Linked DNA regions of Mus musculus: all the other regions are linked to region 1. Evidence: chromatin contacts called from public Hi-C and promoter capture Hi-C data. All regions are on one chromosome and are shown on one strand. The core of a region is the stretch at or near the end of the contact, and the rest is flanking DNA. Distances in the headings are between cores, read along the strand shown.

Region 1 (4,149 bases), core at 555-3,054:
AGGGGACCGAATCTGACTCTAGCCACACTCCACTGTCAGACAACTGAGTCAGCTAGATAGAGCACCTTTTCTCTATCAACTCTAACGATGTTAACCCTAGAACAGTCCCCAAACTGGCAAAGCTGCCCAACTCACCTAATGTGGCCGTAACAAGCAATACCAAGTTAAAGGATGCAGCTCAATGTTAGGACTGATGTCCCAGCATGTGGAAAGCCCTGGATTCTACCTCCAGCACTCAAGAATTAACAGTGATACTCAAATGAAATGAAACCAACTTCTCCATTCCATGTTTTGATACTACCTACCAACCAACACACCCATGACACATCTGCACACCCACACCACAGCACTCACACTCGCAGCTTTTGGTCTCACCTGCCACTTCTTGACCATGGAGCACATTTTGTCCCGGGTAAGATCCATACCATGGAAGTTAGTCAGACAGTTTTTGCCCTGAACGTCCTCAGTGATTAGCTTGAATTTTCTAAACGCAACTTCATCATTCTGTAGATCAGCAAGGCTCACTTCAAACACACGACCCTTGAGGCCATCAGAGGCAATTTCTAAAAAAGAACCACAAACCCTGTTAACTTGTTAACCAAACCCACCTTCACACCAGTGGCTTACTGCCAACACCTAAACGTTCTCTTGGACAGCTGTACAAACACTTCATTGCTGCCACATCTGTACTAAGACCAAGCACTCCCAATGCCAGGCCCTCCAACCACTGGGCTGACATTTCAATCCAGCGCCCCATCAGAGTTGACCAAGGCGCCGGTTAATATGCACATGCCACAGCTTAGGAACAAAGCAAAAGGGGCCCACAGTACTCACTGGTTCCTTGAGTCCTCGTGACTAGTGTCTTCCCGATGTTCCTAATATTGAACATGGCTGGAGCTTTCACATCGTACCAGTCTTTCTTAGAAAATGGATCGACCCTGGATGGGAGAAAAATAACCTCAAGTTTCTCTGTAAATTGTAACAACACTCCCGACCACTTTTAAACGCTTCTTATCCTTCAGACTTCTGTTAACAGTTTCCCAGGCACGATCTTGCAATCGGCCTGCACTTAACACGACGGACGTCCTCCCCGTGGGGTGAACGTCTGCGAGGCCGGCTGGTCTGCCAGTGCACAAAGCAGTAAGTTCGAAGCCATGCCTTCCCCACTCCTCCATCACACAGGCAGTACTATATACACACTGCCCTGGAACCTCAGGGACCTGTGACAGTGACTGGTCCGCAACAGCACAAACTGCTGCTAAACAAGTGTCCCGGGTCTCCAGGTCGGTCCCACGAGAGCCCAGCACACAAGTTGACATGGGGTCCCGACATGGACAGCCAGAGTGACTGACGTAGAGCGGTGTTAAAAAGTGCCACGGACTTCCAGCAACCCAGGAGCCCACAGTTCGCGCGCGACACGCGAGCGACTGCTAGAGACGCAGGGCGGAGATCACACGCGGCGCGCGACACCCGGCCGGGTGGCGGAGAGGCGGCCGCCCGGGACGCACCCGCCAGCCGCGCAGCGCAGCACCGCCGCGCAATCCACCCCGCATCCTCACCATCCGCCCCACGCCGCACCCCAGAACCCGCCCACCAACTCCTGCGGAGCCCAACGGCCGGGGACCCGCGCGATCCGCCACTCACACTTTCTTCTTAGCTCCCTTCTTGCCACCTTTCGTCAGGCGCTTGTTCTTGCCGACCGCCATGGTGCCGACCGGAGAGCCAAAAGGGCGGAAGTACAACTCGCGCGAGAACTTAACGCGAGCCGGGCGGGGAGCGCCGTCTACGTGACCCTTGCTCTTTCGCCCTTCCGGCTTTAAGAATCTCGCGACACTAGCTGGCGGCTCGTTTCCCGCCGTGCTGCGACAGCGCCCTCGTGTGTCGGGAGGTCGCGCAGCGGGCCGCGGGCTGGCTAGGCTGTGCATGGGAGCCTGCAGATTGTCAGAGATGCTCAACCCACTTCAGGTTTCTTGTGGTTTCCGTTGCCCCGAGGGTGGGAACTCTCTGTTTCTAATTTTGAGAGTACGTTTCTTCCCTAGACCATGGGCTTTGAATCAGAGATAGCAAATCCATGTTCAAATGGTGATTCCAACAGTACTTAGCCTTCTGACCTCTTTAGCCATCAGTTCCCTCGGGTGTAAAACGGGAATATTCATGTGATCTATTTCAAAACATTAGTGTAATTCAATAAGCATGACTTCGGGCACGCTGTTCACGTGCTGACTACTCTTGGGCTTGGCTGTGTTGTGAACTTTCATGAAAAAAGAGGCTTAGCCGTGTGTGCAATCCCAGAGCTCTGGAGGCAGGAGGACAGCAAGTTGGAGGAGAGCCTGGAGTATATGGTGAGTACTAGCCTGAACTACCTAGCAAGACAGACTGGGAAGGGGAGAGGAGAGAATATATATATACACACACACACATATATACATATGTAACTCTTACACATTTGTAATCACATTTTTTTTTTGTATGACTATGTGTGTGGTCCTGTGCCTCACAGGTCTCTGTGTGGAGGTCAGAGACCTATTCTCAAGAGTTGGTTCTCTTCTTCCACTATGTGGGTATAAGGCTCAGGGAGAGGCTGCCATCCTGCGCACACTGGCCCGCAGCGCTGCCATACAATGTGCCCTGCCTCCTCACTGCCTGAGAGGTCTCTGCAGGTGCCTTTACCAGCTGAGCCATCTCGACAGCCCTGGGTTTTTGGTTGGTTGGTTTTGTTTTTTCTGGGATAGGAGGAGTGTTTGGGTTTTTAGTGGAGTGGGGACTAGAGTGGTGTCCTGGAAAAGCCTCAGCATGCCTGAGACAACGGATTCCATCTCTAGCACCCCAAAAAGGCACAGTCGTGATCAATTGTTGTACCTAACTGCCCACCAATTTTCTTAATGCAAACCACCCCTTCCCCACTTTTAAAAGTGATGTCTTTATTTTTATTTTATATGGTTTGCCTGCATGTTTGTCTGTGTGAAAGTCCCAGATCCCCTGGAACTGGAGTTACAGACAGTTGTGAGCTATCATGTGGGTCCTGGGAATTGAACCTGGGTCCTCTAGAAGAGCAGTCACTACTACTCTTAACCACTAAGCCATTTCTCTACCTCTATCTCCACCCCTCCACATCCCCAAACCCCCACCATAAAAAATGGCTTCCCCATTCTTATGTTAGTATTTTTCAAAACAAGATTCCTCCTGTGTTGTTCGGGCTGACCTCAAATTCACCTTCCTCAAGCCTCCGCCTCCTGGGTGCCGGCATTGCTGACATGCTCTGCCACATCTAGTTCAGAAGATCACAGCCTGGTGACATGTCACCAGCTACCTCAAGGGCAGAACTCTAACATCCTCTCTAGCCAAGGCCAAAAACAAAAAAAATGGTGACCAAATCAGAACCAACTCCCTCTTCACCAGGCTCCCAAGAAGTTTTTAAATGCTTTTTTTCCCCTTCAGATATAAAGATTGATTAGGGTTCAGAAACAAATTGAAAACTTTCTTTAACAAAATTGACTCTGATTTGAGAGGAGGGCTACCGTCATGTTACCCTATATTTGGGAAATGACAGAAATGCCTATTATAAAGATAACATGTACCCAGCTGTCTGAGGCTAAAACAAGAACAGCAAAACCTGTTTAGTTGAAAGGAACTTGTGGAGCCAGGGGTGATGGCACACCCCTGTAATCCTAGCATTCAGAAGGCCAAGACAAGAGTCTCTGAGGGTAGCCTGGGCTACACAGTGAGGCCTTTCTCTGAAGACCTAGGACTGGAAATGTTGCTCTGTGACAGTGTATATTGGTGTGACCAAGGTAACTTGGTTCATCGTCCTTGACCATAAAGAAATGTGTAAATGTGTGTGTGTGTGTGTGTGTGTGTGTGTGTGTGTGTGTGTGTGTTATAATATAAACACCCCAAGTAGTAGCTAGGAGTATTTGGTTACAACTGTTGCTATTATTGTTATTTTGAGATGGAGTTTCTGTATGTGGCTTCGCCTTCTCCCAGATCTTACAGGATCCTCCCACCTCAGGTTCCCAAGAAGCTAGAAGTCTCGTCATATTCTGGCTTCTAGCTGAATGTGAGGCTCTCCTCCATCCTCTCTGTCGTTTGCCTCTCTCTCTTTAGGATGTGTATGAGTCCAGTGTAATCAAGTTTCCCTTTCTGTCAACA
Region 2 (4,149 bases), core at 1,162-3,661, 1.5 Mb before region 1:
GCCAGTCTGGTCTACAAAGTGAGTTCCAGGACTGCCAATGTTATACAGAAAAACCCTGTCTTGAAAAAAAGAAAAATAGAAAAAAGAAAAAAAAAAAAGAAAAGAAAAAAAGAAATACTCTTTCCCTTTCTCTTTGGCAGAAAGCAGAGAACATCTAGGTGTGCTTTTGCCTGAGTCACTGTGAGCTGGTGCCAGTCTCTCTGGCAGATCTCTGTCTCCTTGTTTCTGTTGATGTGATGGACAAACCAGTAAATGATGAACAAAAGAGTGGGTAGAGAGAAAGGTGAATGGCTGGAGAATTCGGAGCTTCCGTGAAGTCCCCACTCACCCAGGCCCTTCACACACCCCCACCCTCCCAACCCTGAAGCCGAGGAGAGGTGAGGCTGTTTAGCTGCAAACAAGACAATCTGCAACAACTTAAAAGGGGGTTTTCCAAGGAGAGTCGTGTAGGAGAAGGAAAACGGAAAACGCAGAAGTTCCCCCAGGAAATCCTCTGTCTAGAGTGTGGGTACAAAGTGCGCTGGGGCTCGGTAGCAGGCAGCCCTGGGCTGGGCGGGGTGTGTGTGGGCTGCTTTGCTCTCTGGGAGGCTGATGTTCCAGACCAGGAAAACCAGTTTCTGGAGATCTTTGGGTTTGGCTGAGTGCATTAACGAGCCAAAGTATGTTGATTGGGAAAATGGGCATTGGGCCACCAAGTCTTCTCTTCCCGGGGCCTGATGCTCTGACCAGGGGTACTGACTGGGGGGAGGGGGGGGGCACTGACTTCCCACACAGGAGAACACCTCAGGTTTAGGCTATGCTCCAAATCAGGATCCTCCTGACCCAGCTCCCCAGTGCTAGGATTACAGGTGTGCACATCCAGGCACATGGTCCTCGACACTGTCCTGCTGTTCCTGGTCTGGTCATTGCTCCCCCTGCTGTATTGCGGAGAGTGAAACCCAGGGAGGTTGCCTGCAGAGCTGGGGCACCTGCCTTGGGCCCACGGCCTGAGGGAAATGGGTTTAATCGCAGTTAACTGAGTTTGGGTTGGCTACAAGAAGCCCTAGCACCAGGTAACTGCACTTCAGCCATTCGTGCCTTTGAGGGTGCTTTTCTGAGCTTCATCTCCACTACCACATTGCTGGGTGGAGTTCTCAGAACTCTTCTGGTTTGAGAGTCGCCTAATTGACAAATCTAAATTAAAAAAAATTTTTTGATACAATAGGCCTAAGAGGTTTTCCATTTTAAAATATTTATTATTATTGTTATTATTATTATTATTAATTTGTGTGAGGGGTGGGGGTGTGTGCACACGTGCGCCCCACATGGCATGCATGCCCTGGAAGACAGAAAAGGCTGTGTCAGGTTTCTTAGAGCTAGAGTTACTGGTAGCCGTGAGCTGCCTGTTATGGGTGCTGGGAACTGAACTTGGAATCTTTGCAAAACCTGTAGTGCTTACCCACTGAGCCACTGATCAAACTAAGATCTTTCTAACAGCAGGCCTGCAGCTCCATTGCCGCAGAGGGAGGGAGTGACCTTCAGCATCATGAGAACACAGCACAAAGGGCCCTACCCTGTCCTGCCCTGCCCTACCTCACCCCACCCTGCCTCACCCCTGTGGCCTGCATAGTCTCTGCAGGTAGGAAGGACAGTATGGAGTATTAGGGCCTCATGTTTCTGCTCACTTGGCTGTGTAATAGACACAGAGGAGGCCCATGGCTACGCTCCATGGATGACTGCAAGAAACACTTGTTTCCAACGCTACAGACAGAACTTCCTAACCCAGTGCTGGACAGCTTCATCCGAGTGGCTCAGTTTATAATGCAACCTAAATTCACAGATAGGAGCTGCCTCTCTCCCAGGAAATCATGGCTCTCCCTTTGTCTCTAACACAGGCATGGCCAATCCCTGCTTCCTCCCACACTCCTGCCCTCAGAAGTCCACACACCTAACTGGATGACTTGGTGACATTCTGGCCTGCTTTACCAGATGTTTTCAACCTGTAACCAGCAGCCACACTTAGCTTCTTGTGACTGAAGATAGTTATAAATGTAGTTATAAATGTAGCCCACAACACAACGTAATAAATGGACCTAGAACATGAGTTAGTTTCTTCTGTAGTATTTTTGTAACTCATTTCGTGGTTACTGAGCATGAACTTTGTAGAAGATATCGTTGTGTTGCAATGGCAGAAGGTTGGACTTGTCTAGGTCTCCTCTATCACAGCATATTACACTTGAGACAGCCTCAAGCAACATCTAGGTTTCTGTCACCACTGTGCCTCCAACCAGCTACTAACAGAATTCAAAGTGTATCAGGATCGGGGCTGCAGCTCCTCCCCCAACTGTTCCATTCCTCCAGACGGGAGCAAGCAAGGTCATTTCCCCAGGACACAGTGGGCATTCCCTCCCTGGTTGCTTTGGTCACTCTTCCACTGGGCTTGCGCCACTTCCACCACCACCCCCAAGCTCCCAGCAGCTGTCCTTTAGGTGCTGTGAGCACAACCAGCTGCAGGCTGCCTGCTGTCCCCTAAGACATGGGGATTGTTCTTCTAGGATAGGAATGGGGGACACAGGGCAGCTCTCCTCAGGCCCTCCCTTGAGAGAAGGGGTGCCTTGCAAATTACAGGAGATAAACATTCATTTGCATGATTAAATGAATCACCTTATCAAAGGCTCATACCCGGGCATCTGCGATTTCCGAAGGTCCCATTATCAGCTCATTTCCGCCTAGAAAGGTCAATGATAATCTCTTTGGAAGAGAGATTCCCTTAGAGTCAGTCTGCAATATTTAATACTTAACTGCGCCAGCAGCGGGCAAGGCCTTTGGAGGGCTGTCCTGGGATCAGAGTTAAACTGTAGCGTATCTCAAGTTCTCCTTTCTTTCCCTGGGCTCCCACAGGATCAAAATTAGGAAAATAATTAAGAACTCTTCCTAATTACCAGTGTCCTGGCTTCCCTTTCTGCTCAATAATTTCCAGGTCTATCTATAGCACGTTCAGTCTTAGCTGCAGAGCTGTCTTTGCCAAAACCCAATATACAAGATAGAAAAACAGCAGAGGCAGCCGTGATTTTGCCTGCTAGAGTCTTCTAACTTCAGGAGTGTTTGGGGGTTTTCTGGGACCCTGGTTGCTACCAGTAACTACAGGGCATCTCCAGGACAAAGGAAGGCCTGCATTAGCCTGCACTCGGTGGAGTTTTCTAAGCAGTGATTAAATGCCTGTTTAAAATCAATGATTAAGTCATTAGTTAAACAGTTCAGCAGATCATGGTCTGACGTTTAGTAATGACAAATCTTCCTGGACCTCGCTGCGGATGGAAAGGTTTGGATTTCTATCCAAGCTTAGAGAACGGATATCCACCTTTAACAAGATCTGTATCTAGATTGAATGTTAGGGAAGGTTAAGATCTCTTAAAAACAGATTTTAAGAGCCAATGTCATACAAACCAACAAAAAGGACAAAATCTCCTGTCAGCTATTCTTCACTCTGCAGGGACTTGCCTTGTCTCAAGGCACAAAGGGCCTCATCATAAGGCTTCCATCCGTCCACGAGCTCCTCTGGTCCATCTCTTCCTAGAGGCAGCTGGAGTTGAGGCTTAGAGGAGGTGGTGAAAGGGAAGGATGGGGGAGTAGAGGGACTTGTAGCTTAGATTTTTTTTTCAAATCCTATTTTTAATAACGGTTCTTAAATGCTTTAACCTCCCTTCTAGCCCACCACCCACCGGAGGCAGTAGAAAAGAAAGGTTATTAGGATACAGGGAAGATGGACCTATTTAAAAATTGTTGTTTGGAGCAAATTCCATCTGCCTTGTCAGGAAATCAGCAGTTCAGTTCACAGAAGACAACAGCAGCAGCAGCAGCTCATCCACTCCCAAACATTGCACGAATACAACAGCAGTTCAGTTCACTGGCACAAGTCAGCAGGAGAAGCTCTCTGCCATGCCTCTCTTAAGGAAATGAAGATGCTGGGAGATCAACTAACTATGCAAGCAAGCCATCTCTGTCCATTGAGTCCTATTTATACTCCCTTCAAACATCATGTGTCTTCCATGTGTCTGTCTTAGCAAAACTCCATGTGAGTCTGAATCATTGACTCATGATGTCAGCTGACATCAGTCTGCCAATTGGCCCACATCCGAGGAAGCAGCAAAAAGCCACCAAAACATCACC
Region 3 (4,149 bases), core at 1,094-3,593, 1.4 Mb after region 1:
TTCCACGCCCGTACTTGTAGAAGGTACATGCTCTCCCCATTTCAAGAGCATAAAGAATCTTCAACTTGTAAAAGCCTGTTTGCAACAGATGATGATGGCAGCCATGGAGTGGTGTACACAGTAGATAGGGACTTTGGTAAACTAGGTAGGAAGTCCCTATCCGTCCCAATCTGCCCCCTCCAGATCCCTCCCAGGTTCTGTCACACTGTTAAGGTTTCCAGTGAGCAACCCAAACCTTTGTATTGTCCAGTTTGCTTTATCAAAGCTAAATTCCCCTGTTAAGTTTCAGGCGATTAACTAAGTTCTCAGAATATGAACTCTGTTGAAATCTGCTGTGACATAAACATTTCTCAAGATATCAGTTCAGGCTCAAGCCAAATACTGAGGCCAGTTCATCTGTGTAAAGTGCGTTTATTCATCCTCTGTGACCCTAGTTAGAGAAATAGCCATAGAAAAATCTAGAGGAACTATCTACAGAAAGTATCCCCATACTCTGGCTACCAGTCCTCGATTATTGCTGGTGCTAGCCGTGCCCACCTAACCCATGAGCTGAAGGTTGGCAACCTCAGTTTCTGAAGAAACCGCTCATTCTGATCGCCTTGGTTTCGGAGTTGACAATGACTAAGGTTTGCATGAATGGTGTGAGACTTTGAGGATTCTTATCAGTCTCAAGATCATTTTCTCACCACCTAACCATATGCTATATTTACACTGTGCCATCCTCCGTCCTAAGTCGTAGAACATGGTGTTCACACATTAAATATCAAGGAAGTACTTATTGTAATCTCCTACGCAATAAGATACTACTAAACATCTAAAGGTGTCCACGGGAATACTCCAAAAATACTACATTCAAACAGAAGAGGAAGTGACAGTGACTACTTAACCGAGGTAACAAAGCCCATCAGTAGTTGAAGGCAAGAGGACTAAAATGTTATGTTCATTTCGCTCGGTGGTTCTCAGCCTTCCTAATGCTGTGACCCTTTAATACAGTTCCTCATGTTGTGGTGACCCCAACCATAAAATTATTTCCGTTCCTACTTCATAACTGTAATTTTGCTACTGTTATGAATTGCAATGTAAATAGGTTTAGACATAGGGGCTTACTAAAGGGGGTCAACCCACAGGTCGAGAACTGCTGATTCGGCTAAACCCTAGCATTTGTTCTGTAGACCCAAACATAGAAAATGGTGTTCTAGACTGGACAGAAGATGGAAACCATTATAAAGCAATTTCTATGCTCAGAGTGCTCATATTTCTAATCCTCTCAATGGTATTTAAATTTTGTTCATTTTACTGACTTTCAAACTAGAAGGGGCGGGAAAACTAGACCTCACCAACACTAGTCCTTCCTTTTTAAGCAGGTAAGGTAACCTTAGGCCATACTGAGTACTGAACTTATCTCAAGACCTCAAGAACTATCAATTATTAGTCTTGCATTGTGACACATATCTTTAATCCCAACAAGTGTGAGGCAGAGGCAGGCAGATCTCTGTGAGTTCGAGGCCAACCTGGGTCTCTACATAGTGCTTTCTAGGGCAGTCAGAGATACATTGTCAAGACCTCTGGCAAAACAAACAAAACAGTAGTAGAAGCCAGAAGGCCAGTTGTGGTAGTATATACCTATAATCCTACACACACAAGTACAGCATGAGATAATTACAAATTCATTGGCCAGTCTGGGAAGGGAGGTGCTAATAGGCATATCCAAAGCTAGAAGCCAACCTTTGATACAAATCATGGTAAGACTTCCATGTTCTGTGTCGTTCCCAGGAGGGAAAGGTTGTGATTGCATAAAGTTGTTGCTACGCACTCGTGCACTCGATGAAGACTTCAATTCTGCCTCTCATCTTCGCCTTCCCCCACTTTTCACCACTTTTCACTCTCATCCACTTAACCTTTACTGGTCCCAACACTGCCTCTGGAGGGAAACTAGGGCTGGGAACCATTTGGAATTACGGAAGCTGATTTCACATCCCTTATCACTAACTCTTGAACAAAATTTGTCTGGGACAAAATTGTAATTGCTTAATCGGGAACAAAAGGCAAAGGGAAAGGGAGGGGGGAGCGGTGTTTGAATGGCAAAGTCGTGCACGCTGTAACACTTGGACGAGGCAGATCAGGACTAAAAATGGAACAGTGCAAGGCAAGGCCAACTTCGCACGTGCCTCTGAAGCTCCTGTGCTCCTGTCAGCGCGGAAGAGCCTTCCTTCTGCAGAGGGTTCCAGCCCCGCGGCCTCCGAGCCACGGAGGGGCACCGGTACCTTCTGGGCGGAAGCCGTGCCGCTCACGACACCGCCCCCTCCCACCCTGGCCCAGAGTGGAAGTGACGAAAGCCGCCGCGGAGTCACTTCCTTCTGGGTGGATGAGGAGGAGCCCGAGCTGCCGCGGAGGAGCCCGAGTGGAGACGGACGGCGCCGGAGAGGTGAGACTGGTGGCGTCGGCGGTCGCGGCCCGCGCGGGCAGGACGGAAGGGACGCGGATGAGGGCGGCCGTGGAAGCCGCTGCGGACCAGCGGGAGCGGCGAGCCCCGCCGCAGGCCGGGAGGGTGACCGAGCGCCCTGGGGGAGTCGCGAACACCTGCAGACGCGCCTGCGGGCTCCGAGGGGCTGGATGGGCACATCGGGGGCCGGAGGATCGAGGAGAGGGTGCCCGGCTCGGGCGTCGGCCAGCGCGAGCCCACGGACACCAGGCTGAAGGGTGTTCTGGAGCAGGGAAAGGGCCCTGCGATCCGACAGCGCAGGGTAGGAGTTAGTCCCGGACAGTGTCCCAGAGCCTTGGAGAAATCGGTGTCTCTTCAACCCCATCATCACGGAAATGGGAGAGGAAGCTCTGCCCAGCCCTGGTGCCTTGTTACTTGTGTATATCCTGTGTGTGCCACTGTCTGTCTGTTGCCTCTTTCCTTGAGCCATTTGTCAGCTCCTGGATCCCGAGGGTTGTCATGGACTGAAACTTACTGTTCTCCTTAGTGTATTTGTCGTCAACGAAAATGCAGAACACCTAGAGGAATTCTAGGTTAGATGAAATTTCCAAGATTAGGAATTTGTCCCACCCCACCCTGGGGCCTCTGAAGCACCTGCAGTTGCTCCAGACCTGCTCTGGTTGGTGCCGGGGGCTGTCCACCCTGCAGGGTAATGAGAGTAAGTCAGGTCTCTCCTCCTCCGTCATTCCCGGTCAGTTTCACCCTCTCCTCCTATTCGCTGAAGGACTGACACAAAGCTGTCTGCTGCTGGGAACGGGAAATTTATTGAGGAACTATAAATCTGCATGGAATGAATTCAGATCCTAGCAAGATGCCTTCCTCCACCGGCCAGGCGATCTGAAGTACCTACTTTACCCTTTTTATTTCCCTGTTAAGTAGATGGCATAACATTTTTTTTCACAAAATTTTAGGAAAGTGACATGTTTCTTGTATGGAGTGGCTGTACACAGGACATGTTTACTTTCTGTATCTCAGAATACTGTTGGAAGGTGAGCCCAGTTTCTGACTGGAAGATGTCCTTCTCACACAATTCAAGAAATACGTAGGATCGGATGTTCCTTTTTGAATAGGGGATTTGGATTTTTTTTTTTCTCCCACTTCTTAAGTTGGTGTGTCTGGGTGAATTCAGGCTTGTGTATCTTGGCATCTGGGCTTGTCTACCAACAGAAAACAAACTGTGTGGCTTGCTTTTGCTGCCGTTTTGGACTTCTTTCACTGTTCCCTTCCCTCTCTTATGTCGGAGGGTCGGTTGGTCACAAGGAAGAAAGCAGATATTAAGGACAGTGTTTACACTTTGCGGCTAAGGTCAGGTGAGAGATAATTATGGCTTTTGAGGTGGATGACCCAAGGACCATCATTTGAGGACATGAGGATTACTAGTTTAGAGGTGACATGTTTGAAAGGTTAAAGAAGGCTTTGAAACGAAGTAAAGGCAACAAGAAGGATGTTGGGGGGGGGGAACTGTGACCCTCCCCCCCAAAAAAGCCTTAATTAGATAATTCATAACATCTCAAAATAGTAGTGTGACTTGTCTCTCTCAGCAGGAGGGCGAAAATGAAAGCAGGCTGTAGCATCGTGGAAAAGCCAGAAGGAGGTGGAGGTGAGCAGAAGTTCGTCATCGTCGCTGATAGATCTGGAATGTCCCTTGGTGCTTCCTGTTCTCCCTA
Region 4 (4,149 bases), core at 1,206-3,705, 1.3 Mb before region 1:
TGCTTCTTAAATGCGGACAGAGCATGTTTGGTCCAATCTCCCAAGAAGGGTGGAGAGACCCGAAGCACTTATGATAGCCATCGCTGTAGCTTCCAGAGGGACGGGGTCCAGCCACACAACTGTTTCCCTTCATCTTTGCTGCTGCTTTAATCTCACTGTCACACCACTAAGGAGGGCAAGTAAGTTCGTAACAGATTTCTGAGCGCTGTAGTTCTTTTATCTCGAAAATTCTTTTATTAGAGAACCACAGCTTACATTTCATGAGTTTTTCCTTAAACATTTCCTAGCCCAGAATCTGTAGGACAAACGGCCCAATAGATTTATTAATAACATACTCCCCACAACACACACACACACACACACACACACACACACACACACACACGAGAGAGAGAGAGAGAGAGAGAGAGAGAGAGAGAGAGAGCGCGCGAGAGCGCTTTGAAGAAAGACCTGAGAGGCGCCAAACTCTTTTGAAGATGGTTAAGGGGCACTCTGTTGACAAAATCTAAAAAGCTCCAAAAAATCCAAACAAGCAAGAATTACTTTTAAAAGGGGGCTCGACTACATTCGCCCCTTGAAAACATAGAAATCCCCTAAATAATATCCTAGATGTTGATTCTCTTTCAGCCCTGTTCCCCAGTCCTGCCAATTCGCCTCCTTTCCCACAAAACTCTGAAGTTGCGACTCTGAAGAAACGGCATCCTTTTTCTTTCGTGGCAGGGGGCGGGTGGGGGTGAGGAGGGAGATGTAGTACAACTTGTTTCTACGCTTCAACTTACAAAACGCGTGCGCTTCCACTATCACCTCTGAGTCCCGCTATTGCTGTGCTAGAGGCATTAATTCATTCATTCACTCATCAAACCTTCGTAGTGCACTACTACACACAATGCGGCGCAAGGTTTCACCCCACGCCAAGGGAAGGGTGGGACGTTCGCTCCCGGGAGCAGGTGCAGCCACTGGCTGTAGGTTAACTTTTCCAGCCGTCTCTCGGTTCCAGGATCTGCTCCGGGCCAAAAGCCTCACCTTCGGGTGTTGCGCGCCCTAGCCCGATCCCGGGCCTCCTCATTCCCAGAGGAGCAGTCCGCACCTGCCCCGGAGGGAACGGCGACAGAGCTCCCTCTCCGCGCCGCCCTAGGGTCAGGGGTAAGATCAGGCGGTAGCTTAGGCTCGCCTGGGCTCCTCCCCTTCCTCTCTTCAGTTCTGACGCGGCCGTAGAGGCGGCGGCGGCAGCGGCGGCGGTAGCAGCAGCAGCAGCAGCAGCAGCAGCAGTCCCGCGGCCCGAGGCGCACCCACCCGCTCGCAGATCGCGACTTCCTCTTCCCTTGGTGCGTCATCAGAACGCGCCGCAGCCTCCCAGGGCGGGGTGGCTGGAGATGGGGAGAAGAGGCCCGGAGAGGAAGGCGCAGAGAGGAAGGGGAAGGGAGGGGGAGGAGAGCGGTTGCTAGGCGACTTACGTCATCGCTGGGCGCCACTCTCCTCCCGCCCCTCTGTGGAGTGAGGCGAGAGCCCCGCACAGAGCGAGAGAGAGACAGAAGCTGAGCTTCGGGCGCTGCCGCCGCCGCCGGGGAGAGCGTGAGAGCGAGTGAGTGAGCGAGCATCCGAGAGACCCGGCATCCGTGCACTGGCCGCCGCCAAGACCTTTGCCGCAGCCCGGGCCATCGGGAGCCGCGGCCGCCGTCGGCTCCCCCCCTTACATTCCCGGCCGGCAGCGGCTGCTGCACACGCCGAAGCCGGAGCCCCAGCCGGAGCCGGAGCCGGAGCCCGAGCCCGAGCCCGAGCCGGAGCCCGCGGCCGGGGGGCAGGGAGGCGGCTGCCGCGGGTCGGGACTCGTAGCTGCTCAGCCGGGAGAGGACGCCCGCGAGGGGCTGGGCTTTCTGCCTCGTCCCGGACTGTGGGACGAAGGACCCCCCGAGGTGTAGGGAGGGGGTCCCGGCCGCCGCGACACATGCGGGAGCCGGGAGCGGGGGCGGCGCCGATCCGAGCCCGCCGGGTCCCCAGCCTTGCCGCTGTCCACACCAGCCGCCCGGGGCCGTAGCATCCCATAGCGGAGTGTATGAACCCCGGCCCCCAGCCCAGGAGCCACCTCCGGGCCGGGGGGGCGGGGACCCCGATGTGAAACGGCCGCGGCGGCGTGGTGAGCGGCCCCGGCGCCGCTGTCCTCTCCTTCCCCTCCCCTCCCCTCCACCCCCTCTGGGGGGGCTTCTCTTTGGGCCTGCCGCCGCACCCCGGCTCCTCGGCGGGACTCCAGGAGTTCTCGGCGCCCCCTCCCCGCCCCAGCCCCCCAGGGCGGTGGGGCCGGGGGGGAACCTGGGGGGCCGGCTGCAGCCTCCGCCCAGAGGAAACTTTACCCAAACAAAATCTTCGAGCTTTCTGATCGTGACTGTCCCGGGACAAGTGGCCCAGGACGGGCTGAAGCCACCACAGTCTGCAGGGACCCAGGAAGAGAAAAAGCGGTGAGCGAGCGGGGCCGCCACCGCCGCCTCTATCCCAGCAGCGCGGAAGAGACCCGGGTAGCTGCTTGGTGGAGCGACGCTAGCACCGCTTCTTCCTCAGTTCCGCGCCTAGCCAGCCTTCCGCAGCTGCCCGCCTCAGCCCGAAGGAGGAAGGGAGCCAGCCACATTGTCAGCGCCACCGCTCGACTCTGAAGCGTGAGTGGACCCGGGGGAGGGGGACATTATAAGGTGACAAGTGGGAGCGGGTGGGTGCTTTGATGCTGGAGTTCGGCTGTTCCTCGGGAGGGTTGGCAGTGGAAACCTTTCCTTTCTACCAATAGGAGAAAGTGTCAGTTTGCAGGAGTAATGCAAGTACTCGGAGTTTTTTCTTAGAGCAGCTGTGTCTCCAGAGTGGACACTTGCACCTTTTTGGACACTAAACTGAGAAAGCCTATGGCCAGCTCTGTCCCATGCCTTTTCCTGGCAACCTTATTCTGGCAGTGGTTTTTGTTTCAGGGAAACTCCCATGGATTCCCACGTGGGAATCACTTGAATCAACCCTTAATTTTTTTTTTTCCTTTCCTAACTATTGTTTTTGAAGTTGCCTTGGATGGGAAGACCAGATTTCATTTTAGTGCATAGGGGAGTTTGGTGCCCCCAACGCTTTATTTCCCAGGTCTACAGAGTCCGATGTGTAGGGTGCTTGCATGTTTCAGTTGGCTCAGGAAAATCCGAGTTCCTAAGATGCACAACCCACTGAAACTTATTTCAGGGAGAGCACTTAATAAATTACCATTTCGTAAAAGTTGCTGCAGCGCTCTCTCTCTCTCTCTCTCTCTCTCTCTCTCTCTCTCTGTGTTGAGGGAGAGAGGGAGTAATATGTTTTAAGTGGTAGCACATTTTTACTAGGTTTCTACTAGGGACTGGAAGGGCATGCATGCAGCTGTTTTTATTTGGCTCTACTTGTCGACCTTGAGACTTTATACTCTTTTAGGAAAACATTTAGCACTCTGAGTGTTAAATTAGAGGTATAGAAAAGTAATGCTCACATATGTAGGTTAAGCTGACCATCCTAAGGCTTAACGTACTGTAGGATTTCATGTAGCAAGGAACATAGGTAGTAGTTTAAGACTGGAATTCTGGTCTATCCAGACAGCTAAATGTGGGCAGAATAAAGATGCTCTGTAGAAATGACTAGAAACTTGGGAGTATCAATTTATCTACCCATCCATCCATCTTAATTTCTCCATTGAGGGTCATGATTAAATTTGTTTGAAAGTTTTTCACATTTCATGTTTGGGACCTGTTCTCCCCTCCTCTTTTTAAATAATGAACCTCCAAGTTTATCATTCTGCATTATATAGCAATGTATTTCTCTTTGACCAGCCTTCTCAATCTTTCAGGATACAGTTTGTTTGAGGAATGCTAAAACACTGTGAATTTACCTTACCTTGCTTTTATAGATTTTGTTTAATCTCTACTATCATCTGTCCCAACTTTTCTTTTCTTCAAGACTGTTTTTCTATGTTACCTTGGCTGTCCTGGAACTATCTCTGTATATCAGGCTGGCCTAGTGTTCACAGATATGCACCTGCCTCTGCCTCCTGAGTGCTGACTGGGATTAAAAGGTATGTGCCCTGACTGCCAGCCACGTCACAGCTTTTTTGAGTAGCTCCCTCCCCCAACCCTCATTTCTTTGGATAACTTTGCCCTCTTT
Region 5 (4,149 bases), core at 631-3,130, 1.3 Mb before region 1:
TGTGTAAAACGCATTACCTGTTTATTGTCTCTGTGCGTGTGTTTTCTCTGGGCCAGAGTCTAACTCCGAACCACTCACGAGTCACATTTATTTGCTGCTGTATTAGCAACTTCCTATTGCTGTGATAAAACACCACAGCAACTGACTGAAAAGTGTTTGTTTGGGCTCAGAGTTCCAGAGCATAGGGTTTCCTTCACAGTCATGGTGGGGCAGCATGGCAGCAGGCAGGCGTGGCTGCTGCAGTTGGAGCTTTTATAACTTGGGCCACAAGCATGAGACAGAAAGTGGCCTGAGGATGGTGTGAGTTTTTTAAGCCCCAGAATCCCGCCCCCAGAGACATAACTTCTTTTAACAAAGCCACAACTCACTTCCCCAAACAGTACCAGCAACTGGGACCAGGTATCTAAAAAGCTGAGAATATGGGGGACATTTCATTCGAATCACCAGTGTCCTTAATTTTCTTCAGTCTGAAACATTTCTAAAATTCTTGCCTTTTATTATTACTTTGGAAAAGTACTGGTTGTGTTGAATACCTCCAGTTTTTGTTTAATGTTTTGGTGACAATTGTTGGGTAAGAGTACTACAGAAATGCTGTTGTGACTCTTACTGGATGGCACACAGTGTCAGTATGCCCATTCATCTGGTGAGACCAGCACTGGTAAGCTGATGTTAGGCTTTGTACCAGTTGCATGCTAACCTTGCAATTAAGTGTCCTATGGGGAAGGTATCTTGTGATTATGTTAATTACCTTATTTTCATCATGCTTTTAGTTTCTAATTTCAAATTCTGGTGATAATTTGTATCTGAATGAATATTATTACTTTGGTGTTTGGCCAGTGTTATTTTCTGTTTCTTTTCTTTCTTCTGTAAGGAAGAGCTATCTCCTCTGAGGTATGTACTTTAAGTGTATCAAAATAGACTCATGAATATTTTCTCTATCCTGTAGACTCAGATTTTATTCTCTGGATTTCATCTATTTCTTTCTCTTCCTTTGGTGCTTTGGTCATCTGAGGTTTGGTCCTCAGGACTCTCTCAATCTTTCATCTTGTCTCAATCACTTTTTGAGGACAGATTATAGCAGCAGCATCAGTTGTCCCAGGCTTATCTTGTCCCTTTTTTTCTTCCCTAGCCTTCAATTTGGCCATCTCACCAAGGAGTTATTTGTTTATTTTTACTGTGGGTTGAGTTTTTTCCATTTTTTTCTCCATTAGCATCTTTAAAAACGTTTGTGTTAGAATGACTTTGGATGGCACAGACATATGACCCTGCTGTAGGAATACTAGTGCATAGCCAGTGGTTGTCTTGTGATAGACTTTGTCTCCCAGCAGGTTCACTCATTTAGTCATGGATGAGTTTTACACCTTAACATTGCTCACATGTTACTCCATGGAAACAACTGATATTTTTCTTTGGTTTTGTTCTGTGTTTGGTAATAACAATTTAAAAAGCTCTTCTAAAAGTTTCCTTCTAATATCACATAGTATAGAAATGTTTATAGCTCTTTATTTATCTTTATTTATTTATTTATTTATTTATGATGTTATGATAGTTTCAGTTTTTCAATAAAGTTTAAACTGCTTCTACGTTCTTCTAGTTCACTTCCATGTCAGAGATGGCTTACTCTCTAGAATACATTTGTCTGTCTGTCTGTCTGTCTGTCTGTCTGTCTGCTTGCCTGCCTGCCTTTGTGTGTGGTTTGGGATGGTGTGAGCTATATTTATATGATGCATGCACATGAGTATGCAGGTGTATATGCCTGTGCACGGGTATGTGGAAGTTGGAGGAAGTCTTTGAGTGCCTCCCTTTTTGGCTCTTTGCGGTATTATGTTGACCCAAGGTCTCTCCGTAAGCCAAAAGTTTGGCATTCCAGCTAGGCTGACTGGCTAGTAAGCTCCTGCTTCCTCCTTCCAGTGGTCTAGCTGAGGTCCTCATGTTTGCACAGCAAGTGTTCTTTCTGTGAGCCGGCTCCCAAGTCCTGCAGTGCATTTTACATCAGGCTTCACAGTGCCTACAGTAGATTTCATTTTTCGTCCTGCTGCTTTGGTTTTTAAAGCAATGTTTGTTCTCAATTTATTTCCTATCTCTGTTGTAAACTGCAGCTTGAAATTTGCAACGCCTGGAAAGTTGGAAACAAGGAAAACATCATGGAGCATGGTTTATAAGCTACAGCTTCCCAGACATTGTGCTTTTAGCTAAGCAAGGCATTAACTAGTGCCCCCTTGTACTTGGGCTGTGTCAGTTTGCTTCACAAAATTCATCCATACTTCCCATTAATTTATCCCAGTTTTATTTCTAAGTATTTTCCCATGGTCAGCCATGGCAGAGTCAACCTCAACTCCGAATGGGCACAAACACACAGATGTTCCTGGCTGCAGCCAGAGAGTAGTGTACTTGCTCACTTCTCCAGGCGTTCTTGATGTGTTCTGAAGCTGGAGGAGTACTGATGCATTTCCTAGTGACTGCTTCAGACCGCACTGGGAACAGGCGTGCCAGCTCATGCTCTCTGTCTGTTGAAAGCAGCTCTTAAGTTTCTGCATCAGTCTGCTGTTTTTCAGCTGTTTCTTGTCATTTTTTTTGCAGCTGATTTGCTTAATAATTCTAATTAGCTTTTGTTTATGGGTTTATGTTAAAAAGTATAAATTTTGATTGTTGATTGTGTTATGGAAATTAAATTTCATCATTAGTGTCTATACTTGGGTAGCTAGCTCACACTAAACTTGACTTTTGGATGCTTCAGTTCAGTGTGTTCATATGCAGTGAGATATGAGAAAGTAAACACTTTTTTTGTTGTTGTTGAATATTGAAACACATTTTGTTTAGTTTAGAGTTAATGGTGGGTTAATTTCTACGAAATTCTTTTACTATTCATCCAGTGAGGAGAGAGCACAAGATCTTTAAATGACTTGTATTTTGTTTTCATTCCCACAGACTGGGTAGGATCACTATTGTATTGTATTGGCACATACACGCTGGACAGCTGGTGAACTGTATCCCCAATCTTTCATAGGCTGTCTCAGAAAACTGAGCACGAGCATTTTCAATGTGTGTCATACAGGGACTAAAGCTACAAGAGAAATATTGCTTTCTTCTTAGATATTTCTAGCATAGAACACTTGGTTTGATAAACCTAATTTTTAGTTTGCTATTTTTTGACATATATGAAAAATTAGTAAGGTCCATGTCATTATCAGTAGTTATTACTTGGTTATTACCATTTTGGTTTTTTTGACACAGGGTCTGTGTGTAGCTGGTGATGGCATCCAACTCACAATCCTGCTTTAGCTTGTTGAGTGCTGGAATCACAATCCTGTGTCACCATGAAGGGCTTATTTTAATTTTTTAAAAAGCAGCATCTTGACAGTATTTCTTTTATTTGGAAGTTCTTTCAGAACTTGTCTGAACTTGTCTGAAGTTGTGATTGGCAGTGCCCTTGTCATTTGACTCATTTAAAACTGAAGGAAGTAATTTTTCAAAATTTGAGTTTATTGATATTTTTACAAAACATCTTCAGACTAGCCGAGAGTGGCCTTGACTTTGGGCCCTCTTGCCACCACTTCCCTAGCGCAGGGATTGTAGGCTTGCTCCAGCATACCTGCTTATGCGATGCTGGATCAAGCCCAGGTCCCTGTGTATGCTCAGCAAGCATTCTACCAATTGAGTGGCATCTGCCAGCTGAGCCGTATTGCCACTTGAGCTGCTTCCTTTTGTATCCACTCCTTAGAAGAGTATAATTTTAAATTGTGTATAAAAGATAATAAAATAATTCAGATAGAAATCAAAAGGCATTTTAATTTAGTAACCATCTAAGATTTATGTAATTTTTTTTTCCATTTTTTATTAGGTATTTAGCTCATTTACATTTCCAATGCTATACTAAAAGTCCCCCATACCCACCCACCCCCACTCCCCTACCCACCCACTCCCCCTTTTTGGCCCTGGCGTTCCCCTGTACTGGGGCATACAAAGTTTACGTGTCCAATGGGCCTCTCTTTCCAGTGATGGCCGATTAGGCCATCTTTTGTTACATATGCAGCTAGAGTCAAGAGATCCGGGGTACTGGTTAGTTCATAATGTTGTTCCACCTATAGGGTTGCAGATCCCTTTAGCTCCTTGGGTTCTTTTTCTAGCTCCTCCATTGGGAGCCCTGTG
Region 6 (4,149 bases), core at 1,133-3,632, 1.3 Mb before region 1:
GCTGGCCATCAAGCCCTAACAGCTTTTTGTGTCCCTCAACCCAGTGGTGACGTTCCAGGGCCACTTGGCCATACCTACCTTTTATGTGCGTGCTGGGAATCAAAACCCAGGTTCTCATGCTTGCAGAGCAAGCACCGTTAGTCAGAAGCCATTTCCCCAGCCCATCTCTTGTCCCTGCCTCTTTTAGGCTGGTTCCTGCCTGTCCATCCATGCATCCACCATACATGTATGATGCATATCCTGCACATAGGGGAAAGCAAAGCAGGTGATAGTTTGTCTTCCCTGAGTTTAGCATAATCATTAGTTAACATGATGATTTCATTTCTATCTATCTTCTTAATGTATTTTTATTCTTCTTTAATAGCTGAGGGGAAAAGACCCCCTCATAGTTTATGTGTGCATGTTTCTCCATCCATTCATTCATCTGTTGCATGGTGGCTGTGAACAGTGCTGCAGCAAGCACTCATGTGCACAGCACTGTGCTGTGCTGGCTGCTTCTTTTAGCTATGTGTCTAGGAGTGGAATAACTGGAACACAAGGAGTTCTAGTTGTAGGTTTTTTTGAGGATCCTCTGTACTGATTTCCATAGTACTTATACCAGCTTATATGTATACTAACAGTGTTGAAAGCATTCCTTTTTACTAGTGAAAAAAATTCAAAAGGATTAAGTGTTTTATAAAATGGGATAAGTGCTGAGATATCCAATAATCAAGTACCGTGGTATAGTTTATGGTTGTTTTTAATATAACCACACAAAAATGTTTTGTTTTGTTTTTCATTCGCTAAAGGAGTGTCTCTAGATATATGAAGTGGGAAAAACATCTGTATTTGAAACAGTCAGTTTTCAACCAAAAGATATTTCTATAGCAATTATAGCACATGCTTACATGAGCAGCAGTTACAGTATTCTGTTTAGCATACACCTGCAATTTGTAGCATATTCAGGAACAACTAATAGAGCAAAGATGCCTGTGAAGATTTCCACTCTGTGTGCCTTGTGGTGGCTCATCTCTGGAGTATATCACACAGAAGGGGCTAGTTTGGCCCTCTCCTAAACATGAACCAGCTGTCATCATTGTAGGCTTTTGGAGCATATCTCATCCTAAATGTATTTGTGACAGTTTTATTGTCTTACAGTTTACACACCAGAAAACGTCACACTTGTGTACTTTCCAGGATTCTGAGTCTGTCAGCTATGCACTCCTCACAGCCACTCAGGCGTAGGGGGCTTTCCTTACTGTCTAACCTCATCTCCCTCTCTTGGCAACAAGTAATGGGCTTTCTGCTCGAGAGTTTGCCTGTTTTGGTTATTTATAAAAATGCACCACTTAGTATTTGTTCTTTTGTGCTTCATTCACTTAGCACAGTATTTTTAGCATCATATGATATGTGTCATATCAGTACTTAATTCATTTTTATGACTTGGTATTCCTTTGTATCCCACATGTTACTTATCCTTTCATCAGTTGATAGAGCTGCTTTTTTGGTTGTTAGTAATGTGTATTGTGAACTAGTGTGGATATATATTTTCACTTCTTTTGAGCATGTGTGAATGGGGAGGGGTTGAGAATTAATCCTTTGTGTTTCTTTTCAAGTAGTGGTCAAAATAGCAATACACTGGGGTCCTAGTCTCCACATCCGCATGGGCAGCCATGTGTGTATTTTAGTCTTCCTGGTTGGTGTGAAAGGACACTTCATTGTGGGTGCTTACTGGCCGTTTGTTGTCTCTGAAGAAAGAGCCATTCAAGTATTTTGCTCATTTTCCAGAGCAAATACTTTTAATTTTGAATTGTGATCATTTTTTTTACGTGTTATGAGTAGTAGATGTTTATTCAGTATGAGAGTTCCAAGTATTTTCTTCTTTTCTATGGATTATCCTTTTAGTTTGAAAAAAAAAGTCATTGGAAGAAATGACCCATTTTATCAGATGGGTTTCTCTGTAGCCCTGGCTGTCCTGGAACTCACTCTGTAGACCAGGCTGGCCTCGACCTCAGAGATCTAACTGCTCTGCCTCCTGAATGCTGGGTTTAAAGGTCGTGACACCATTGCCTGGCAGAATGAAGTGAAAGGTTTTAATCTTGATAGAGCTCAGCTTTCATTTTGCTTTGCGTGTGGCACAAAGTTACACGTTCATTTTAAAATAAGTCATTATTGATAGTTTAGGTCTGTAATAGGCTTCACCCTAAGTCCATAAAGAACACTGGCATTTCTTGTATCTGACGGCCAGAGCACAAAGGGAAGGATTTCTACTGTATTTGTCTTTCAGTTCCCCATGCATTTGTTTCTTATGTTTGACTCTGTGATTACTCAATACCCGACCCTACCTGCCCTTGGGGGTTGGAGGTTAGGTAGTAAAGAGTCAACAACACAGGCTCCAGGAGCAGGTGAGAAACACCGCAGCAAGCTCTTCTGAAAACTGCTGCAAGCTCCTTTAATACCCTCTACACACACATGCCCATTGGTCCCAAGAACAGCAGTTCCTGACTGGCTGGCACTGTCTGCATCAATCCTTGCTCTCTCAGGCAGTCCGCACTTAGGTCCTCCTGCAGGATATGCTTTTGCGGCTCCTTGCCCCCTCCCGGCATTTACATAAAGGTGACCCCGCTGGTCCTGCTACAGTTCCTATATGAGATTGGTTTATTTATATTAGTCTGTGTTGTATATGATAGCTCCCCCTCCACCTGAGATGAGACAGGGTCTTGTGCATCTCTGGCAGATCCTGGAGATCTCTGCTTCCTAAGTACTGGGGTTTTTGAAGTTTTCTTTGCATGCCTTTGGTTTCTGTTCTGGAAAGAAAATAGATTCATAGGAGACTTATCTTTGTTACTTTTTGGCTGAGAATGTTCTTCTGATTTGGCATGTGGCCAGAAGCTTTCTGAGAGCCTCACAGAACACAAAGCTGATAGAAGAAGTGCTGGGAAGAAGCTCTGAGGCAAGATGGCATCAGAGGATGTGAGCCATGTATCTGAGTACAGTCTCTGCCCAGTTCTTTCACTGACTACCATAAACTACTCAGGTGCCAGGGTATCAGGCTGATAAATAGGAAGGCGTGGCTCAAAGGTGAAGGAGCTGAGCACAGGCAGTAGCTACATGCTGCAAAGGACAGTTTGGTGTTCCCATTCACAACACTAAAACCACAAGTTCCTCTGAAAGATTATAGCAAAGTCCAGATAGACTCTTACATTGTTTACATAAGGAATTCTGTTTTCAAAGGGCTCAAGAAGAATACTTAGGAGTGAATAGATAAAGCATAGAGGCACTTTAAAGATGCAGGAGAGAGTTTTAGGGCTGTCTGGAAGGAGAGTTAATTAAGTAACAAAACAAGTGTTTAGCAGTGAGGAGAGTCAATTAGCTTAGAGTAATAAAAGCCATCAACTGGAAGGATGGGAGGATGAAGAGTCCAAGTCAGAGGCCTGCGAGAGGATTGCTAGCCTGTGATGGCACAGGACCATAAATAATGGCTGCAGACTCAATTCAGGGGGAAGTGTCAGCCTACAAAAGCAGGAAGTTCAGGCAGAATCAACATAAAAGAGTCCACATTTAGCTAAGTAAGTGGTCTAGCTGCTTAGTTGCAGAGAAAATCTTGTAAGCACTAATAGAGAAAGAAGTTATCATGTTGGCTAGTTGAGGAACTAGACATTCAGTGAGCTGAAAGAAAACCTAAAAGATGCGAATTTGTTACCGTAATTTGAAAGTAAAATAAAGACATGTTCAGATAAACACTGGGGTTTTCTATCATCCCACCACACTTATGAACAGTTCTATAGGAAATTGATTGGTTTGAAGGGAAATAGCCCCAGAAGTCATATCGAAGCTAGTAAATACATAATGTACTATATTTTTCTAATTATAAAAAGCTATATGATTTCCTTACTGTAAAAATGACTAACTATAATACTATATTGTTGACTAATGAAAACATTTATCAAATTATACTGTTTCTTTTTGACTAAATTTGGATTTTTTTGTTGTCGTTGAGGATTTTTATTGTGCTTTTGCTTATTTGAATGTATCTCCTGTGAAATGTCTGAGAAATGACCTATTAGACTCTTTAATAAGATATACCATGACAAGTGGATGTTAAATGATATTTAGTCTTTCAACATCTCAAATCTGCTAGGTCTTTAATTTAATTTCAGGTTGTTTAAT
Region 7 (4,149 bases), core at 520-3,019, 1.2 Mb after region 1:
AGTGACTTACTGAGGGTGAGTGGCTGCAGCTGACTAGCATTTTCTAACCAGGAATGTAGCAAAGCCAGCCCATCCCCCGATCTCTGAGAGACAATGGAATAGGGACTCTCTGGCTGAACCTGGCTTCATAGGCTTGTTGAGGAAGGAAAGAGATCCTATCTCAAAGGAATAAAGAGATTGTTTTCTGGAGTGAATATGAGCAATCATGGCTCAGAAACACAGATTCAGATTCTTTCTCCAAATACCATGCTCCAACAAGGTATCAATTTCATTAACTTTTTATAGGAACAGCAAAAAAACCGTAAAGTAACACACTTTCAAATGCATCAGGTAGGCGGGTTATAGCAGAGATGGGAAGCCTGATAGAATTGTTAGCTATTTTGTTGGTGAAACATTCTATTTGTACATTCCCAAAGGATTTACATGATGGTGACAAAAGGGGTTGGTTCATGTACAAAAGCAATCAGTAGGTTGTTATTAAGAGGGATAAAGATGCCCAAGATAATTTGCCCCTGGATTTGGAACATTCCAACCTCTCCACATCACTGAAGGTCTAGTCAGTCAATCAGCATTTGAGGCACGGTTTCTTTCCAGCAATTCTCATTCACAAGGTGAAGATTGTGATCCCAGGGTGTATGCCGACCCTAGAGTGCAGACAGCAACACCAGTGTGCAGTCTGCAATCCCTGGGTACAAACTCTGACCTCAAGGTGCAGATGGAAACCCCAGAGTGCAGACTGTGACCCCAGGGTGCAGACAGCAACCTCAGAGTGCAGACCGTGATCCCAAGGTGTATGTTGTGGCCCCATGTTTAATAACACACACACACTCACTCACTCAATGTTGAGATGATGCAAATAATGTAGAACAATTACTATGATTGCATTTGTATCAGTTTACCTTTGTCAAAAATCATCTTAATATTAGATGATAAAAGATTCAAGAAATGGGAAAAATAAAATAGTTTATTCCCCTGTAATCCATAATGAGACTCACATACAAGCTTCAGGTGACAGAGAAAGGGTGATATAGATGCTAAAGGAAGCAACAGCAGGAATTGCCTACCCTTGACTGGGGTAAGGGAAGAAGGGTGTCACACAAATACAAGAGTTAGTGATGACGGTGAGCCTTTTCCAGTACACAGAGGCTAATTGGTGCATATCCAAGTCTTCCATTTTATTCCAAACTCTTCCACTCTATGACTTCCTATGACTTTTTAAAAAGTGGCTCATGTCATTTATTGGAACATTGAAATTTTAAACATGGGGAAATATCTATATGAATGGCTGGACCCTATATAAATCAGAATATACAATAGCAGCAGACACGGAACATAACCTGCGAATACTCCCTTCCATTCCTGAGTCAGACACAGAGAGACCACAATAGGAGCTTGTGAGAAAGACAGTGCATTTGATCAGATAGTTAAATAGATATCCTTACCAAAGATGGCAGTGTGTGGTGTGAAATCTGGCAGGACTCAAGCTCAGTGAGACTCTTTAAAGCCTGGATCATCTACTGGAAACCCCTGAGATACATGAATATTCATATTTTAATAATAAAGTATTAATCAAAGTTATAAAATGAAAGCCCGCATCTCCTGATACCCAAAAGCTCCAAGTCATGAAATTGAGTCATGCCATAGGAAGGAGTGTCTTCCATTCTGGGGCCTTCCTGGAGGAAGAACTGAACACTGGACAAGGTTGCTTTGTTGTATTTCTGTAAACTCGTGCTGAAGGTTAACTTCCGACCACGACTTCCTCAAACCTCAGAGAAGCTGAGGGCAGTTATCTGTGACACCTCTGTGAGTAGTCTGGTTTTGCTTTTTTTTCTTTTGGTGAGAGGCACCTTCAAGTTACCATCCCCAGCCTGGTCCTCATGCTACCTTGGCTCCTGCTACTGATCTGTGGTAAGTTAGACAACTTGGAGTGGGGTCTGGGAACGGGGATCTTAAAAAGGATAGAGAATTCGACGACTAAGTTTCTGCCTGGTGATGCTCGTGGATTCATGTAGTCTGTCTCTCTGTCTCTGTCTCGTCTCTCTTTGTGTGTGTGTCTCTGTCTTTCTGTGTGTCTCTGTCTCTCTGTCTCTGTCTCTGTCTCTCTCTCTCTCTCACACACACACACACACTCACAAAATATAGGCAACAACTTGGTCCCTCAGTTCCTTTTTCTTCTATCAACACCACTTCCTTTTATTCACATGAGAACCTTAGTGTATCACCAGCCCTCCTCATTCCCCTGTGGCCACACTCTGGTTTCTCTGGTGTCACACACCAGAATGGCAAGATTATTCCTCCATTATTAATCATTACACTTGGAAGGCTTACTCATCACTGACACGGCACAGACTCTGCAGCTCATCACCACAACATGCCGGCGGATGCTCTTTCAACTCTCTCTCCCTCCTGCACTGCCAGATGATACACTTTAACTGTGTCCAAACAATGGGACTTTAAACAAAGGCTCACCTGGCACCTTATCATCACGTGACGTGGAAACCGAATCGCAGATGTTCTTCGCATCTGTTTTCCCACTCATGCGTGGGAGCCATTGTTTCAGGTCTTCTCGTTTCTCCTCAAACTTAATCCTTTTGGGCCCCATTTTATAACTTTGATTAATAATTTATTTTAGAAGTAATAATGGCAAAAAGAAAATTCTCCATTTTTCTACTCCCATGACTACCAACTACCTGTCTGCCTTCTTCTTGCTCTGTAAATACACCTTGTCATTCATTAACCTTCTCCTCCACTCAAATGTGTCTCCATTCCAACCTGTTCCCATACATGCACAGGCATGCTGGGAGAGCTTCCCTCCTCGTTCCCGCACTGTTTCTCTTTCTCCCTTCACTCTGTGCTGGCTTGGTTCACTCTGTGCTCTGTTCACTCTGCACTGGGACAGGGTTCACTCTGCGCTAGCTTGGCAACTTCACTTTGTCTCACTTCCCTGATTCTTTCTTTAAAACAAAACAAAACAAAACAAAACAAAACAAAACAAAACAAAACAAAACAAAACAAAACAAAACAAAACAAAACAAAACACCTTCATTTTTAGTTACCTGCCTTTCTTAAGCTCTTGAAACCTTTCCCCCAGATGTCAATCAAAGCTGGGAACATTTCTATCATATCAAAGATTGCTTCAAGCTCCCAATCTTGTCCCCTGAGCTCCTCTCGCATTCTTGACCCAGGCAAGTGTTCAATCGTTTCCTTTTTTGGTGAACTCACTTTAATCAACCTTTTATCCCCACCTCTCCCCAACCTCACCCACCACTTCACCTTCGCCTCACACAGAGGTCATTTCCGGTTCCTACTCCTTATCCTCTGGGGGCAGAGCGGTGGATGATCACTCCTGCAGGGTGCTTTTAACTTGGTTTCCAGAATGCTGTTTGTCTGTTTTCTTTCTGCTTCATATCTGCTGCCCTGCTGCTTCTTTGCTGGGTTGAATCTGTACTCAGCATGTTGGCAGCTTGGAACGGATGCCTAGACTTCACCTGTAGTTTCTTCTCCAAACGTACACACCTTTCTCATTTAACGTGACACTTTAAGTCTAAACGTAAGCTTATTTCACCAGCTTTGATTACTTAATAGCCAGTGGCTACCAGGTGGCTACTAGGTGGCAGCCAGGAATCCTAAACAGCTTTGTTTGATCTCTGTCTGTCATTTTGCCAGTACACCAAACTTACCCAATTCCCCCACAAACTATCTATCTCAAGAAATAGTATTACCATTTTTCTGGTTGCTCTGGGAAAAAAAACTTAGAAATAGTGCTTAATAACTCTCTGTGTGTGTGTGTGTGTGTGTGTGTGTGTGTGTGTGTGTGTGTGATGCTCTCTCTGTATGTGTGTGTGTCTCATGCTCTCTCTTCCTCTCCCTTCTTCACTCCCCATCCCTCTTCCTCTCTCTCCATCCCTATCCCTCTCTTCTACTTCGCTCTCCTCTCTGTCCTCCCCCTCCCTCTCCCTCCCTCCCTCCCTTCCTCTCATGCCTCTCTCATGCCCGCCCTCCTCATGGTTGCTGCTCTATGCCAGGAGGGCTCTGAGTGTCCAGACGGTCTGAAGCTTCAATACAACTTATTTCTCTGCTTCATTTTTCATCCAAGCACTATTCTCTGAAACAATGTTCTATTTTTATCAAAAATTAAATTAAATATAA

What was found. Promoter capture Hi-C pulls out the DNA fragments that hold promoters and counts their contacts. Hi-C and Micro-C count contacts between places; a contact is called where the count stands out from the background. Capture Hi-C pulls out chosen DNA fragments and counts their contacts.
Region 2: a promoter capture Hi-C map of liver shows a contact between it and region 1, with 4 times the contacts expected there. The contact joins the enhancer-like site here to the promoter of Rps3a1 in region 1. A contact is called at or near these places in 6 of 39 promoter capture datasets (embryonic stem cells, frontonasal cranial neural crest, hippocampal neurons and 2 more), 3 of 115 datasets of contacts at active chromatin or transcription factors (embryonic limb bud, embryonic stem cells and forebrain) and 1 of 9 other capture datasets (adipose tissue).
Region 3: a Hi-C map of CD8 T cells shows a contact between it and region 1, with 6 times the contacts expected there. The contact joins the promoter of Etv3 here to the promoter of Rps3a1 in region 1. A contact is called at or near these places in 1 of 484 Hi-C or Micro-C datasets (CD8 T cells), 1 of 115 datasets of contacts at active chromatin or transcription factors (the SCID.adh cell line) and 1 of 9 other capture datasets (liver).
Region 4: a contact with region 1 is called in a promoter capture Hi-C map of adipose tissue, with 8 times the contacts expected there. The contact joins the promoter of Fbxw7 here to the promoter of Rps3a1 in region 1. A contact is called at or near these places in 11 of 39 promoter capture datasets (the 3T3-L1 cell line, the C10 cell line, cranial neural crest and 7 more), 4 of 484 Hi-C or Micro-C datasets (B cells, CD4 T cells, CD8 T cells and 1 more), 7 of 115 datasets of contacts at active chromatin or transcription factors (astrocytes, double positive thymocytes, embryonic forebrain and 4 more) and 2 of 9 other capture datasets (adipose tissue and liver).
Region 5: a promoter capture Hi-C map of hippocampal neurons shows a contact between it and region 1, with 6 times the contacts expected there. The contact joins the enhancer-like site here to the promoter of Rps3a1 in region 1. A contact is called at or near these places in 8 of 39 promoter capture datasets (the 3T3-L1 cell line, 3T3-L1-derived adipocytes, the C10 cell line and 4 more), 3 of 115 datasets of contacts at active chromatin or transcription factors (embryonic forebrain, forebrain and large pre-B cells) and 2 of 9 other capture datasets (adipose tissue and liver).
Region 6: a contact with region 1 is called in a promoter capture Hi-C map of liver, with 3 times the contacts expected there. The contact joins the enhancer-like site here to the promoter of Rps3a1 in region 1. A contact is called at or near these places in 7 of 39 promoter capture datasets (3T3-L1-derived adipocytes, the C10 cell line, the HPC-7 cell line and 4 more), 4 of 115 datasets of contacts at active chromatin or transcription factors (T-cell acute lymphoblastic leukemia, astrocytes, embryonic forebrain and 1 more) and 2 of 9 other capture datasets (adipose tissue and liver).
Region 7: a Hi-C map of B cells shows a contact between it and region 1, with 8 read pairs. The contact joins the promoter of Fcrl1 here to the promoter of Rps3a1 in region 1. A contact is called at or near these places in 1 of 39 promoter capture datasets (pre-B cells) and 1 of 484 Hi-C or Micro-C datasets (B cells).

The regions. Positions count from the first base shown.
Region 1 is chr3:86,140,864-86,145,012 of GRCm38.p6, forward strand. Rps3a1 (ribosomal protein S3A1) reads right to left here and starts at 1,805. Exons shown (of 6, transcript NM_016959.4): 1 at 1,645-1,805; 2 at 835-938; 3 at 376-563. The coding sequence starts at 1,706.
Region 2 is chr3:84,637,515-84,641,663 of GRCm38.p6, forward strand. No RefSeq gene overlaps it. Among named protein-coding and RNA genes, the nearest start is that of Tmem154, 27 kb to the right of the region's middle. Within about 2 kb of position 2,412, at least 51 of the 459 cell types and tissues checked have an H3K27ac peak or open chromatin away from gene starts, as enhancers often do. A contact at or near this core is called in embryonic stem cells and liver, where this site is marked.
Region 3 is chr3:87,523,235-87,527,383 of GRCm38.p6, forward strand. Etv3 (ets variant 3) reads left to right here and starts at 2,344. Exons shown (of 5, transcript NM_001083318.2): 1 at 2,344-2,425; 2 at 4,024-4,082. The coding sequence starts at 4,037.
Region 4 is chr3:84,813,122-84,817,270 of GRCm38.p6, forward strand. Fbxw7 (F-box and WD-40 domain protein 7) reads left to right here and starts at 2,456. Exons shown (of 14, transcript NM_001177773.1): 1 at 2,456-2,648. Gm35486 (predicted gene, 35486) reads right to left here and starts at 1,312. Exons shown (of 1, transcript NR_165832.1): 1 at 1-1,312.
Region 5 is chr3:84,837,856-84,842,004 of GRCm38.p6, forward strand. All of the region lies in intron 1 of Fbxw7 (F-box and WD-40 domain protein 7), which reads left to right. It overlaps Gm40080 (a long non-coding RNA gene), which reads right to left. Exons shown (of 4, transcript XR_003954508.1): 4 at 4,118-4,149. Among named protein-coding and RNA genes, the nearest start is that of Fbxw7, 24 kb to the left of the region's middle. Within about 2 kb of position 1,881, at least 12 of the 459 cell types and tissues checked have an H3K27ac peak or open chromatin away from gene starts, as enhancers often do.
Region 6 is chr3:84,864,724-84,868,872 of GRCm38.p6, forward strand. The region is part of intron 3 of Fbxw7 (F-box and WD-40 domain protein 7); the gene reads left to right. All of the region lies in intron 1 of Gm40080 (a long non-coding RNA gene), which reads right to left. Among named protein-coding and RNA genes, the nearest start is that of Gm40080, 12 kb to the right of the region's middle. Within about 2 kb of position 2,383, at least 22 of the 459 cell types and tissues checked have an H3K27ac peak or open chromatin away from gene starts, as enhancers often do. A contact at or near this core is called in the HPC-7 cell line and liver, where this site is marked.
Region 7 is chr3:87,374,618-87,378,766 of GRCm38.p6, forward strand. It overlaps Fcrl1 (Fc receptor-like 1), which reads left to right and starts at 1,770. Exons shown (of 10, transcript NM_178165.4): 1 at 1,770-1,908. The coding sequence starts at 1,878. It overlaps Gm31940 (a long non-coding RNA gene), which reads right to left and starts at 2,986. Exons shown (of 3, transcript XR_867410.3): 1 at 2,470-2,986; 2 at 1,443-1,527.